Linked DNA regions of Mus musculus: regions 2 and 3 are each linked to region 1. A link is a contact called in public HiChIP or PLAC-seq data. All regions are on one chromosome and are shown on one strand. The core of a region is the stretch at or near the end of the contact, and the rest is flanking DNA. Distances in the headings are between cores, read along the strand shown.

Region 1 (4,642 bases), core at 884-3,383:
AACCTTGATCCTGACAGTCTACTACCAGGGCAATTGATGATCGTGTGTATTCTCAAATCAAGGTGATCGAGTGAGGGAATGAAAAGGGTTCTATCTTAAAGATCCCGGGCGCCCCGCGGCCCTGAGAAAGGTCTAAGAGGCAGGTTGCCTGGATCACCCTCTCTGATACCAGGAGGTCAAAACTGAAGCTGAGCAGTACAACCCCAAAGCTGCAGGGCAAGACCAGGACAGCTCCCGAGACGCCCCAGCGGGGGCGGGGCGGTGAACGAGATCCCCGGAGGCCAGTTGTCTGGGGCAGGCAGGCGACCTGGAGTCTCTCCCTGGGCCCAAGGCGGCAGCGCGTGTCTCGGCTCTGCTTCCACCCGGGGCGACTCCCAGCTACCTCACGCCGGTGGCGGGAGCCAGGGGAGGAGGAAACCCTGGAAGAGGACCGGCACACGCCCGCCAGAGGGGCCGAGGCCTGAGGTCCAGGCCTCAGGAAAGGACGGTGGACCACGCGCGCGCACACACAGAAGCACACTGACACTCCATTCACAGAGCACACGATGCGATGCGCTCGCGGTCGCACAGACAGTCACTGGACACACACTCAGACATGGGAATGCACACACACACACACACACACACGCACGCACGCACACGCACACACCCTCCATAGGACACCAGGCTCCAAAGCACACTCAAGCACGGGATCTCACCGCAGGCCGAGGGGGAGGCCCATGCACACATTCACACACACACACACACGCACACACGCACACACGCACACACACACAACACACACACGTCCGCACGCGCGTGCCCGACTGGCCGGGAGGCCGCACAAAGTTGCAAAGCAGACGCAGGCAGCGTCCCCGGGGACCGCGGCGTCCCCAACGCCTCTGACGAGCTACGATGGGGACGCTGTCCCGAGGCCTCCAGCCAGGCCCTGCGGGGGCCCCGACGCCGCAGCCCCGCCCGCAACCGGGTGCGCCCCACGGCCCTCCCCATCCCGGGCGCCCCGCGGCCCTGGCGCCTCCTCGGATCAGCCGCCAGCCAGCGCCGCTCGGAACTTGCGAAACAACAAACCGCCCGAAATGTCGGAGTCGGCGGCTACAGCCACGTCTCTCCCCGTTCCTTCCCTCGCCAGCCGCAGGGCCGCCCCAGCCTCCGGGGGACGCCGCCGCGACAACTTGTTCCGGCCGGGTGCGCCACGCACACGCGCGCGCGCGATCACACATACACTCACATATGCACACACACATGCACACACACCCTCGGGTCCCGGCCACACTCGACCACGGCCTAGGAGCACCCCAAGCTCGCAGCGTCCCTAGCCACGAAACCATCGCTCACCGACACACTCACATCCACTCCAGACACGCTCCCCCATACGTATTCCCCGCATCCCTGACATTCACACGGACCCACACAGCATCGTACACCCCAAATACTCCCACAGGGTCACTCGTGGGCACAGAGCTCACACAGGTTCCGACCCGGTTCCCACGACTGCACACACACACACACACACACACACCACACACACTCGGGCCCACACTTGGGCACAATCCACCGAGTCCTCACAGCACAGGCATAAACAAACACGCGGGTTTTCAAACGCACCAGCAACAAACAGTACTCCCGCCTAGGGAATACAAAAAAAAAAGCCAACAAATGCAACACAGGATCAGACGCAACTCTAGCCAAGCCACTGAAACTCAGATACACAACCCACTTGGCAGCGTGGACAAACATGAGCCAGCGCACACCCGGTGCTCCACGCAGGCGACACTCACACCAGCACACTCGCATCCGCGGTACACACTCAACCTCAGTTTGCACACAAACTACAGACACAGCGGCCACAGAAGCTTGGAGCACTCCGACACCAGCGACAAGCCATCCCCGGCCCCCCGGGCACTCGCGGGATAAGCTTGGAGGGACCGCGCGCGCTTACCTGCGGGAGTCTCGGTCTCAGGCGCGCAGAACTGGAAGGTGAGCGCCAGGACCAGAGCCTGAGCCCGGGCCATGGCCGCCGCCTAGGTCCTGGAGACCCGCAGCTGGGGAGGCGACGCCTCCGGAGCCCGACCGGGAGCCCAAGGCGAGCGGGAGCCGTAGTGGAGCAGTGCCGCGCGGAGCGGGACTGGCGCCGAGTCCAGAGCGGGAGCCCGAACGAGCGGGGCGCTGACGTCAGGCCCCCGGGCGCGAGTTCCGCGGTCTCGAGGCGTCCCCTGCTGGTGGTGTCGCGCGCTGCGGCCCGGTTCCCTGGGCCCGCCGGCCTTGGCGTGCCCATCCCCCACTCTCGCACCCCGTCGACAAGATCCATCGGCCGGTGCCGGTGTTCAGGTCGGCACTCTCAACGCATCCGTTGCCCACGGCTGAGACTGTAACCCAGGAACCCTTGGCTCCTCTGTTCCCTCAGTTGCTTAAGTTTTTCCTACCTTGACTACTCTGAACATAAACTCCCAGCTCCCTCCAATGACAGAGCACTCTTCATCTACCTGAAACGTTGTTGGGCCTTTGGAATGTTGCCGTTTACTTTCAGTAATATGAAATTCACTTCTCTCTTACTGACGCTCGTGCCTCTACAGTAGCCTCCGGCTACTCGGAGTAAGTAGATTTGGAACTCTGCCCCGTCCAAGTTTTTGCACAACCACCAGCATAGTTGTCAGTGGCTACTTAAGACCAGGTGCCATGTGTGCCTCTCTCTGGGACTCTGTTCATCTTCACTATTGCCCTAGGGGACACACACCATTCTAATGCCATTACACAGTTGAGAAAGTTGAGATCATAGAGCGTGACTTTTTCAAGATTATGTGTCAGTATGAGGCGACACCAAGATCTGAATCAAGGTTGTCTGGTTCGAAATGTGTAAACAAACGAACAAAAACCGACTCACATCTGGAAACCCATTTGCTTCTCAAATACTGAATAGATATGGGCTTGTTGGTTCAGTGATGACTGTAGACTACCGAGGAGATTAAAAAACAAAGGCTTGATCTCCGGGAGCTAGAGAGACGGCTCAGTGGTTAGGTGCGTGCACGCGGCTCTTGCAAAGGGCTCAGGATGGATCCCCAGCACCCTTGTCCAACCACCTGTAACTGCGCATCAGACCAGCACTTCTGGCCGTGTATATTTATAAAATATAAAATTATATTTTAAATATAATTTAAATATTTTTTAAAATCCCCACCCTCATGAAGCTTACATTCAGGAGGAAGATGCAGGAGAGGGTGGGGGGGGGGGTTGGAACCTACAGTAGGGAAAGTGGATCGCTGCACTTCTAAACAGACTGCCTGCTATGTGATGGACTTGGTATATATCCCCCATGTTTAGAATGTGTGTCCCCCTAGGGAAGCTTTTTCCCCCGGGGCCTGGTATCCCGCATACTCGATGAGTAATGAATGAGCGGGTAACTGATAGATGAGTACTTACAGAGAGGGCCCTTGCTCTCACGAAGACTTCATGCCGCAGATAAATAAATACATATGGAACTTCAGTCTGAGGCATGCGCCCTCAAGGAAATGAAGCTCTTGCAACAAGGAACACTAAAAGATGGGGGGGGGGGGTCGGGTCACGCTTCAGAAAAGACAGTCCAAGACAGACGCCTTTGCCAAGGATGTGACCCCATGCCACGTGATCTTAGACCTGACGTGTGAGGAGCCAGCCTCAAGCACACCAATGGGAAGGAATGCTGCAGCCAGCCAGACCAATGGGAAGGAACGCTGCAGCCAGCCAGACCAATGGGAAGGAACGCTGCAGCCAGCCCGAAGCGCGAGCCTTGGTCTAAGAGGGAGCCCGAATGGAAGGGTGAAGAGGAACGGCAGGTGCAACTGGAAAAGTTGCCAGGGCCTGCAGACCACACAGAAAGCCGAATACGGAAGACATTTTGAGTCAATAAACACTAAGAAAATGATCAGCCGCTGGAGAGTCTTGAGTTTTGGTTTATTACTTTCATTCCCCCCAACAACTAATGGGCAGAGATGTTGAAGGAACTCATTTAAGTACAGGTCTTGGCGTCTGTAAGGCCTCCCTATTTCTTGTCTCTTCCCTCAGTTGGCTCACACTGAGAAGCTACCCTGAGGCTAGAAAAGGAAGAACTGAGCATCCCTGGTCTCCTTGGGTCCTCAAACTGCTGCTCAAGGAAGCAAAGACACAGCTCTCGAGGACCCGAGCATTAAACTGAGAGTCACCATGAGACAGAGGTAGAGGAAGGAAAAGTGATGGGCAAGACAGAAAGACATGCTGAAACAGAGAGAGATCTGGCAACCCGGAGCCGGCTGTGCGTTGGAGGGGGGGAGAACTGAAGTTTTGGGGTTTTGGTTTTTGTTTGGTTTTTGTTGTTGTTGTTTGCTCTTTTTATTAATCTCAAGTTTTGAGGTATGGACACTGAGAATCAGAGAGCATGATGTATTTGCGCAAGGTCACTCAGTCAGTCCATAAAGGTGTCAGGATTTGAACTCAAATCTGATCGGTTCCACGTTCTCTTGCTCCTTGGTCAGAGGACAGCCTCAGAGACTACGGTGAATGTGGTGTGCCAGTGTTAGCAACAGGTAAACAGAGGAAGAGAACATTGTTCCCCTTTGCTTTAAAAAGGGCCACAAACTTCAACAATCCTTGCAAGATAGAGAAAAGCCCTGGCTTGGAGTGGCTGCCCCAA
Region 2 (4,787 bases), core at 1,162-3,661, 380 kb before region 1:
GGGCCATGCAGACAAGGGCCTGGGGCAGAGCGACACTGGAGGATACAGCCACCTCTGGAAGCTGATGACAATGCTCTCAGTGTGAACAGTGGTTCATGGGCATGCGCTTGGACAGCAAGGCAGCTGTTGCCTGGCTGCCCTCAGCTCTGGGCCCAGACATGGCTGGTGGTGAGCTGTTTGCCCACAGGTGGACCCTCCCTCTCTTCCTGGATGCTCTGTCAACCTCCTCCTCTTCAGCCAGTTAGGCTCAGGGTAAATGAAGCAGGGAGGCTGGCAGAGAAGAGCAGCAGCCTCCATGCTGTGACAGGTGGGAAACTGAGGCACACAGGGCCACACAGCTCTTAATAGAAGAGCTGAAGCTGGGGAGTGTGTGTGTGTGTGTGTGTGCGTGTGCACATGAGCTCATACATGTAGGACATGTAGAGCATGTGCATATATAGACATGTGTGTCCATGGATGTTTGTACATTCATATATGTGGGGGCATAGGTGTGGGGGAACTTACATACACGTGCAGACCTGAATATGTGTGCGCATCCATGACTGCCCTGTGCTGAGCCCTGGTGAAAGGGCCCAGTCACATGACTCCTTCGGGCCAGCTGGTGAGGCTGTGGGAAGAGAGGAAGGGAGCAAGCACAAAGTTTATCTTTCTTTATTTAGTTTGTAGATTATGGAAGGAAATTAAATTTGAGATGTTTGCAGGGAGGTAATTTTCCCAGTCACTCACCGTGCTCACAGATCCCACAACCTGACTGCTTCTAATTGCATTAATTGGATGGTGGGGTGGGGGGTGGGGGTAGGTGCTTCTTTGCTCTGGGAAGATCAGGCGCAGAGGAGTGCAGGCAGCTGATGTTCAGGGACTCTCCCAAGGGGGTTCCAGCCCAGGGTTGGGAAGGAGGGGGCGGTGGGGCTTGTCACAAGTTTGATATCTTGTGTCTCTGCAAGAGGCGGCCAAGAGAGGGCATTCCTATATGGAGGTGGAGGAAGGGACAGACAAGCTCTTGGTCACTTCTCAGAGCTGCTGGGGTCAAGAGGAGGGTCACATGGTTGCTTGGGTGCCCCGGGGGAATAGCTACAGTCAGAAAGAGATGGGTTAGAGACTGGAGTCTTGGAGGCCTGGTTCTCAGCTGGAGAGCCTGGTGGTTATCACCTTGCTCCACTGCCCTGTGCTGTCCCTCCCTCCCCAGAGGCCTGTTACAGAACCTGTGGCCCCAGATGCCCACTTCTTCCTGGTCCTAACTATCAATCTATGTGGCCTGTACAGTGCTTTCCAGGCCTGTTCACTCTGGAGAACAAACTTGGACTCAGTCCTGCTGACAGGGAATGAGTCAAAAGGGGGGTGGGGGCTGGGAGCTAGTGATATGGCTCAGCTGGTAGAGGACTAGCCCAGTAGGCACAGAGCTCTGGTTAGATCCCCAGAAAAACGTACAACCTGAGATGGGGCATGGCGGTACATGCCTGTGATCCTAGCATTTGGGAAGGTCAAGGTCATCCTTGGCTACATAGGGAGTTAAAAGGCAGCCTGGGCTACAGGGGACACTGTTTCAAAGAAAGGGAAAAAAAGAGAGATGGAAGGAAAGAAAGAAGGGAGGGAGGGAGGGAGAGAAAGAAGGAGGGAGAGAGGAAGGGAAGGGCAGAGGGGAGAGAGGGAGGGATGGAGGAAGGGAGGGAGGGAGGGAGGGAGGGAAGGAAGGAAGTATGGCTTCTGGGGACCCTCACATACAATATGGCCAACTTCTGGCCTTCTTCAGCACTCAGTTTCATGGCACCGCCAAGGGGACAAGCACTCTAATTTACTGATCAAGATCAGGGCTTCTCATCTCTCCTTTCCATTTATAGCTTTTAAGATAATAGCAAGCATTTATTGGGTACTTACTGTATACTAGACACTTTTGTAAGGATGGCAGTCTATTAATAAACAATTAGTTCTTGGCAGTTGTCTAGGATCTCCGTTTAATAGACAGGAACTAAGAGCATAGAAAGTTATTTCACTTGCCACAGGCCTGCAGCCAGCTGTGACTGGGAGATGAGACCAGCCCCAGGGCTCTGCCTATCCCTTAGCAGGCTCTTACAGTGGAAGCTCACCTAAGCTTCCAGGGGTCATTGATTCGATTGGATGCTCTGCGGAATGCCTGCCTCTTCCATCAGACTGTGAATCCCAGGGAGGCAGGACCTCATGTGTCTTCTTCCATGGTGGCTTCCCCAGCCCCCAGTGCTATATGTAACAAAAACAAGGGCCTGGGATCCTCGCCTTCCAGGGGAAAGCTGACCATGCCCCCAGCTCCCCAGCCTCCCAGGTACCATCCCCTTTCCAGCTCACTCTCTCTTTTCCTCCCCACCCCCTCTACCCCTCTCCTGACACCTTTCTCCTCCCAGCCCCCTGACCCTCTGGTGTCTCTCTCTCCATTGCCTCCACTCCCTGCTAATTAAATGGCCGTGTACATAGTTCCATTTGCATTTGCTTAGAGGCCTCAGTGCCTTGGGCTGCATGTTCATTAAGCGGCTCTTGTGTAGAGGGTGTAATGAACCGATTTCATTACAACTGTCAAGTCTGCCCAGCCTGGGGCCCATTAAGCATTCGCTGAGAAGAGAGAGCCTCACTCTGTTCCTTCGGCTTGGAGTTCTGGAGCAGGCTAGGCTGGTTTGGAGTGAGGGAAGTCTCGCTTGCACGCCATAGCTCTACTTGGGATGCAGGGGAGGAAGCCATGCTGGACATGGCTGGACACGGCGGGCCCCAGGTTTTAGCTGGATCAGAAATCCCAGCGGCTGAGCCAGGGTCCTGTAGTCCCCAGAATGGTTTTTGCACGGGGTTCCACATTCATCCTGTCCAGATTCCGGTCTGCAGAAGGGAGAACCGGCCTGCTACAGGAGGACTACATTTCTCTCATGTAGGATCACATGACCGGGGATAGGGGACTGGAGCTTGAATTCAGCTCAGCTCCTCAAGAACCTTGAGGCCCCAACAGATGTGGGCCACGTGGTGGGAACCCCCCCCTCTCCCCAGAGATTCCCACATGGGCATGGAGACTTTGGGGATGTGGAGCTTGGAACAGGATCTATATACCAAGACCCTCTCTTCCTGCAATGTCCCTTAGCATCCACCTCCCACCCACTCACCACCCACTCCCTCACTCAGGCATTCAACATTTTAAATCATTGTCATTATCCCCTGTGATATTGGCTTCCTTCCAGAGATGATTAGAATTTAATTCAGCTCAGGCCCACTCTCCTTTAGCCTCATGATATGGACATAAGATTGGAAGTGGGACTCTCACACTGGGAAGATCCAAAGAGGAAGGATGGGAGAACTTGTGTGAGTGGAGTAGTGAGTGTCCTTGAAGATGCCTGTCTGCAGGTATACATGTTTGCCATAGGTATGAACACACACACGTGTGTGTGTGTGTGTGTGTGTGCATAAGGTTGGTGCTTGAGCATATACATCTGCAAGTACGTGTATTTGCCATAGATGTGCACACACACATGCACATGTATGTACATAAGGCTGGAATGCATACATGTATGCGCGTGGTTTGCCATAGATATGAATGTGCTGGTGCACACACCTGTGTGTGTAAGGCACATACATGCTTAACAAGAGAGCAGCTGGTGGGGACAACAAGGGTAGCACCTTACCAGGTATGGAAAATAGAAAGTAGAGTCTATGGCAGATGCCAGGACAAGAAGGTCAGACATTATTACTTTGCTGTTGGCAATAGGGCCTGGGAAAAGGATGGGACCCTGTGAAGAGGAATGTCCTAAGCTGAAGTCAATGACACAGAAGCCACATTAGCCCCAAATGAGAAGCAAGTCAACTTTTTAAAAGCTAAGTTACGGGGGTGTTCCCCCTTCAAAGTTCTCCAAGTGACTTTGAATTGAGTCTTTTCCTGCTCACAGGTCTCAGGAATCTACAGACTATGCTGAGAGTCTCCTGGAGCCAGGTGGGGGCTGGTTATGTGAGCCAGCCTCTTCTGTCCTGGAGATGGCCAATGCTTTAGGCTCTTGCCTCAGGGTACCAAGGCCAGGACATCTGCCTTCAGGCTCTCTCTGAGGTGATGTAACCAGGACATGATCTGCCTGGTGTCTCTTGAACGCTGGCCATCTGCCTCTAAGTAGTGAACTTCTTCATGCAACACCAACTCAGACTCAGGATGGCCAGGATGCAGTGAGCTTGCTTCATACAAAATCTCACTGGGGCCTCCCAGGGAAGGCCAAGGGACAAAAAGAAACTTCCCCCAGTGACCACTTAGGCAATGGCTGTGACACACTGGAAATTCCAAAGAATTCACTGTCTTAGTTCTCTTTCTAGTACTGTGATAAAGCATGGTGACTGAGGGCAACATGGGGAGGAAAGGTTTGGAATTTGGGGGGAGATGTTTTTTGGTTTGGTTTGTGGTTGTCTTGTTTCTTTTCTTTTCTTTTCTTTTTTCTTTCTCTTTCTCTCTCTCTCTCTCTCTCTCTCTCTCTCTCTCTCTCTCTCTCTCTTTCTTTCTTTCTTTCTTCCTTTCTTCCTTCCTTTTTTTTGGATGATGTGTTGGATCAGAGTTCATTATAAAGGAAAAGCCAGGGCAGGAACTCAGGCAGGAACCACGAGGCAGGAACCGAAGCAGAGGCCACTGAGGAATGTTGCTTACTGGCTTGCTTCTCAGAGCTTGCTCAACCTTTCTTACACCACCCAGGACCACCTGCCCAGAAGTGGTACCACCCATAGTGGCTTGGGTCCTTTCACATCCATCATTAATACAAAAATCTGACTCACAGATTTGCTCACAGGCAATCTGATGGAGACAT
Region 3 (4,283 bases), core at 335-2,834, 500 kb before region 1:
TCAATGGCTGTGGAGGAGGGAGAATCAGCTTTCTTTAAGGGGAATACAAGCTGTCCTTGGTAGGTTATCCAATCCCAAGTGATTAGTCACATGTACATGTGGAAAACACTGAACAGACACAATAGGTTCATATATATATATATATATATATGATGTATGTATAATGTATGTATGTATGATGAATCTGAGAGGGAATGGGATTAAGGAAGAGATGGAGAAAAAGTTTAGGGAGAAGAAGGATATAAATGATATCAATATAGTATTCTCACATATGAAATTCTTTAAATATATTAAACCAGGTGCATGATGATGCATAGATACCTTTGATCCCAGCAGTTATCAATTGGGAGGCAGAAGCAGCTAGATCTCTGGCTTCAAGCCCTGCCTGGTGTATGAAATAAGACTCTGTTTCAAAGATAAAATCAAAAGTAAAAGCAAATATATAAAAAATAATAAAATAAATAAGTAAATAATAAACCCCCCAAACAGTCTCCCCAGAACTTCCTGTCCCCAACCCTCAGGATCAGAGCTTGTCTCCGCATGTGGCGTCTGAGACTCCCCAAGGGTTCCTTTCCTCATCACCCATTTCATGCAGCTTAGTTCCAGAGAGGAGCCCTGCCCCTGGCCAGGTTTCAGAGACCAACATTGAGCTTCGATTCCTTCCATCTTGGAAGACCCTTTGCTATAGGGTGGAAGGGGAGCCATGTTCACTAAGAGGACTGAAGAATCCTGGTTTCTCACAGTTCATTCCTCCTTCCCAGCCCACTCCTCCTAGGGACAGTCTTCTCTCCTCCCGGGACAGAGGTGCATACAGTCCGTACATTGTGAGGGTCTCAGCAGCCTTTGCTTTGGGCTTCCCCTACATAACTATAAATTATGTATTCCAAGGAAGCAGTGGACCCCATATGGGGAGAGGAGAAACCAGGGTTCTCCTGTCCACTAGTGAACATGGCTCCCGCTCTGCCCTATAGCATAGTGCCATCCAGAGATGGAGGGAACCACAGCTCAAAGTTGGTCTCTGCAACCTGGCCCGGGGTAGGGCTCCTCTCTGGAACGCAACTGGTGAGAACAGACCCAGGCAGTGGAGAGAGGAGAGGATGAGGGGGGTGAGTAGAGAGGAGCCCTGTCCACTTCGGATGGGCAATGGAGCGAACTAGTCAGTAACGGCCTTTCTCTCTCACACCACCCTCTGCTTCCTCATTACCTGGAGCGTCCAGGAAGCTGGAAGCACAACAGTTACATGTGTTAGTCAAGTCTCCTTTAGCTGGTGGTGGCTGGGTGGCTTCCTGGCAGATGGGCAGAGGCATCCTAGGTGAGGAAGGGCCAGCCTTTTGCCCGGTTCAGGGCAGGACTGAGAATTACCTGGGAAATAGGCAGGTGGATGTGGTGCTGGGTGTGTGGGAGGTGGGGGAGGCATTCAGGCTGGGGGGGGGGGACAGGGGAGGGCTCTGCTCTAGTCACCAGGGGCCCAGCAGCCCTGCTTGGAGCTCGGGTGTTTTTTGTTCTAATTAACATCCCTGAGAATTAAACCTCACACCCCACAAGAGCTAGCTCCCTTGGGAGCACTCCCGCTCAAAGGCAGATTAAATATGAACCAGTTCCCACCACCCGGCACAGCCAGGGAGGCACAATCCAGAGGCGGAAGCTGTAATTACCAGCTGATTATGCGACGAGAGTTATTAAAAGATAAAACAAAACATCTCCCAAATAAAAACAATCATTGCCACTGTGCTATCCCTGTTTCGCTTAAAGAGCCCAGCCCTTTCTCTCTTTCTCTCTCTCTCTCCACTGCTGATCTTAGATTTCACACACTGCTCTGGGCTATTCCTGAGCATTGTCTGTGTGGCAGGGAGCAAGATACGACTGAGGCAAGGAGCTGCCCTCCTGGGAATTAGAGTCAGTAAAGGATCTGACCTCTCAAACAAGAGGCACACAATATGTGTCACCACCTCTGCAGTGAGGACAGTCAGTGTACTAAGAGACATGAGGGAGGATAATAAGGAGAACTAACAGCTAGGGGAGGAGTATTAGGAGCTAGTATTTAACTTGACCCTCAAAGGAGCTGGCTGACTCCCTGAGGAAGGGCAGCATGACCTAAGTATCAGGAACAGAGTGTTCGAAGAGCTTGAGGTGGTGAGGAAGTGACGGATGGATTAACAAAGGACCCAGGAAGTGTGATGTGTCCTGGTAATGAGGAGACAGCAAAAGGTGGCAGAGGAGGAAGCAGCAGACAGACCTGTGGGCTCTTGCCACCTCCTCAGTGCAGTTTGGTGACTCAAGGTTTCCAAAGTCGCACTGAATTGTAAGTGACCCCATGTGACTTGGTTTATAAAATCACCCTCAAAGCCTCCATGGAAGTTACCGTGAAAGCTTGGATCCCAGAGGGGAGGCAGAAGGAACTTTCAGGCTAGATCCTATCTGGCTGGAATGTAGAGGAGGGATTCAGAATAGAAACGCCCCTTTGGAGATGGGTAGGCATGGGGTTGGGGCTCACCCATACCTCTCCTGGGGTTCTTCTGGGAAGGGATGTAGTTCTTTTTCTGGGTGGAGAAAAGATAGAGGCTATACCAGGAGCCAGCACCTACTGTTCTCGGAAGCACACAGACCCCAGATCTGAATCTTGTCCCACACAGCGGGAGAAGGTCCTCAGAACCCCTCCCGCCCTGGCTTGTTTTCCCCAGGGTGACTGCATTTAGCTGTACTTGTTTATTAGCTTCTGAGTCCGGACACTGAACATCCCCCCAAATGGCTGGATGTTGCCCTTCAGACAGCTTCTACCAGAACACAACAACCCAAAGGAAAGCCATGAACAGGTGTACCCTGTTCCTGGTTCATCCATCCATCCATCAGCGCCTTTGGTGGGTATGAGGTGCATGATGCGTAGTCTGCTTTTTGTTGTCAATAACCGGATCCTGCAGACTGAGTGTATCAAGAAATAGGTTATCCGAGCCTGTGGTTGAGGAGAGGAGAGGAGAGGAGAGGAGAGGAGAGGAGAGGAGAGGAGAGGAGAGGAGAGGAGAGGAGAGGAGAGGAGAGGAGAGGAGAGGAGGAAATAGAGAGGATGGGGGAAGAGGAGAGGGAATAGAGGAGAAAGAGATGTGGGGAGGGGAAGGTGAGTGAGGGTGGGTAGGAGGGGAAGGGGTGGGAGAGGAGGGGAGGGGAGGGAGGGGAAGGGGAAGGGGAAGGGGAAGGGGAAGGGGAAGGGGAAGGGGAAGGGGAAGGGGAAGGGGAAGGGGAAGGGGAAGGGGAAGGGAGGAGGCCAGCAATCTATTACTTCCAACCTGGACTCACCAGCTAAGCTTTCATCACCTCCCAACAGTCCACTGAGCTGTGGACCAATCCACAGATTGATCCTCTCATGATGTGAGAGGCCTCATGGCCCAGTCACCTCTGAATGCTGCCTTACTGGGAATCAGCCCTTAGCATGACACTTTGGGGACACTTCCAAACAGATTCCAACATGCCATGCCACATCTCCCAGTCCATCCTGGAGGAGTTTCCTTCTACTAGAGCCAGAGCATATAGTGGGCAGGATGCCTGGCCTGAGGCTAGAGGCCTCTTGTCTCTTCATGAGTGGAAAGGTGGGCTGGAAACCCACCAGATGGGCTGTGTTCTGACATCTCTGTGATGGGCATTAAATGTCACCTCCTCCTGTTCCCATTTGAACATCCAAACACAAGTGTTCCCTGAGACATACCCTGCCACCTCACCAAGCATGACAGCACTCTGATGGCCTCACTGTCCCTCGGACCTAGGTTGGGTCAGTGGCCTCGGTCATCTCACCCAGAAGAAAAGACTCAATGGTAGAGCCCCCAGCCATAGAGACTGGCTGTAGAGCCTGTGCCTGTACCATACAACTCTCTAGACCCTGTAATGCTATGCCCGTGCCCCTCCTCACCCAATGTTCTCATTCTACTGAAATCCTGATCAGCGGTCACCTGACCATAACTCAAATATGCCTTTTGTTGTTGTTCTTTACATGGCCACGCTGAGAATTCTCCATTTTATGTTCCACTGCCCTTTTCATTAAAGTCCTACCTCTCTTCCCAAACTTCACGGCTCCCCGCCAAGAAGCCAGGCAGCATCTGAGCACTTGGCTGCTTGGAGATTGCCACCTCAAATAGCAAACAGTCTCTGTCAGCACTCTCAGGCACTGCCTCTTGGCAAGCCCAAAGACATGGAAGCCATTTAGTAACAACTCTGTACTTCCTAGAAAGCCCTCGAACATCCCTGGCCTTGAGAAGGGCCTCTCTATCCTCATTCCTTCCAACATCTTTTCTGTC

What was found. HiChIP or PLAC-seq counts read pairs in DNA pulled down with a chosen protein or histone mark.
Region 2: a contact with region 1 is called in an H3K4me3 HiChIP or PLAC-seq map of embryonic basal ganglia, with 4 times the contacts expected there. The contact joins the enhancer-like site here to the promoter of Ptpru in region 1. A contact is called at or near these places in 10 of 39 promoter capture datasets (the 3T3-L1 cell line, the HPC-7 cell line, cranial neural crest and 5 more), 2 of 15 datasets of contacts at CTCF or cohesin (embryonic stem cells and stem cell-derived epiblast-like cells), 26 of 484 Hi-C or Micro-C datasets (the HPC-7 cell line, Sertoli cells, cardiomyocytes and 8 more), 17 of 115 datasets of contacts at active chromatin or transcription factors (a beta-TC-6 cell line, craniofacial prominence, embryonic basal ganglia and 8 more) and 3 of 9 other capture datasets (adipose tissue, embryonic stem cells and pancreatic islet).
Region 3: an H3K4me3 HiChIP or PLAC-seq map of embryonic basal ganglia shows a contact between it and region 1, with 3 times the contacts expected there. The contact joins the enhancer-like site here to the promoter of Ptpru in region 1. A contact is called at or near these places in 10 of 39 promoter capture datasets (the 3T3-L1 cell line, the HPC-7 cell line, embryonic stem cells and 4 more) and 8 of 115 datasets of contacts at active chromatin or transcription factors (craniofacial prominence, embryonic basal ganglia, embryonic forebrain and 4 more).

What each region holds. Positions count from the first base shown.
Region 1 is chr4:131,836,145-131,840,786 of GRCm38.p6, forward strand. It overlaps Ptpru (protein tyrosine phosphatase, receptor type, U), which reads right to left and starts at 2,134. Exons shown (of 31, transcript NM_001083119.2): 1 at 1,940-2,134. The coding sequence starts at 2,012.
Region 2 is chr4:131,459,415-131,464,201 of GRCm38.p6, forward strand. The region is part of intron 2 of Gm46723 (a long non-coding RNA gene); the gene reads left to right. It overlaps Gm35779 (a long non-coding RNA gene), which reads right to left. Exons shown (of 8, transcript XR_390804.2): 6 at 727-966; 7 at 505-607. Among named protein-coding and RNA genes, the nearest start is that of Gm46723, 5.4 kb to the left of the region's middle. Within about 2 kb of position 2,412, at least 19 of the 459 cell types and tissues checked have an H3K27ac peak or open chromatin away from gene starts, as enhancers often do. A contact at or near this core is called in embryonic basal ganglia, embryonic forebrain and pancreatic islet, where this site is marked.
Region 3 is chr4:131,339,672-131,343,954 of GRCm38.p6, forward strand. No RefSeq gene overlaps it. Among named protein-coding and RNA genes, the nearest start is that of Gm35634, 67 kb to the right of the region's middle. Within about 2 kb of position 1,585, at least 10 of the 459 cell types and tissues checked have an H3K27ac peak or open chromatin away from gene starts, as enhancers often do. A contact at or near this core is called in embryonic basal ganglia, where this site is marked.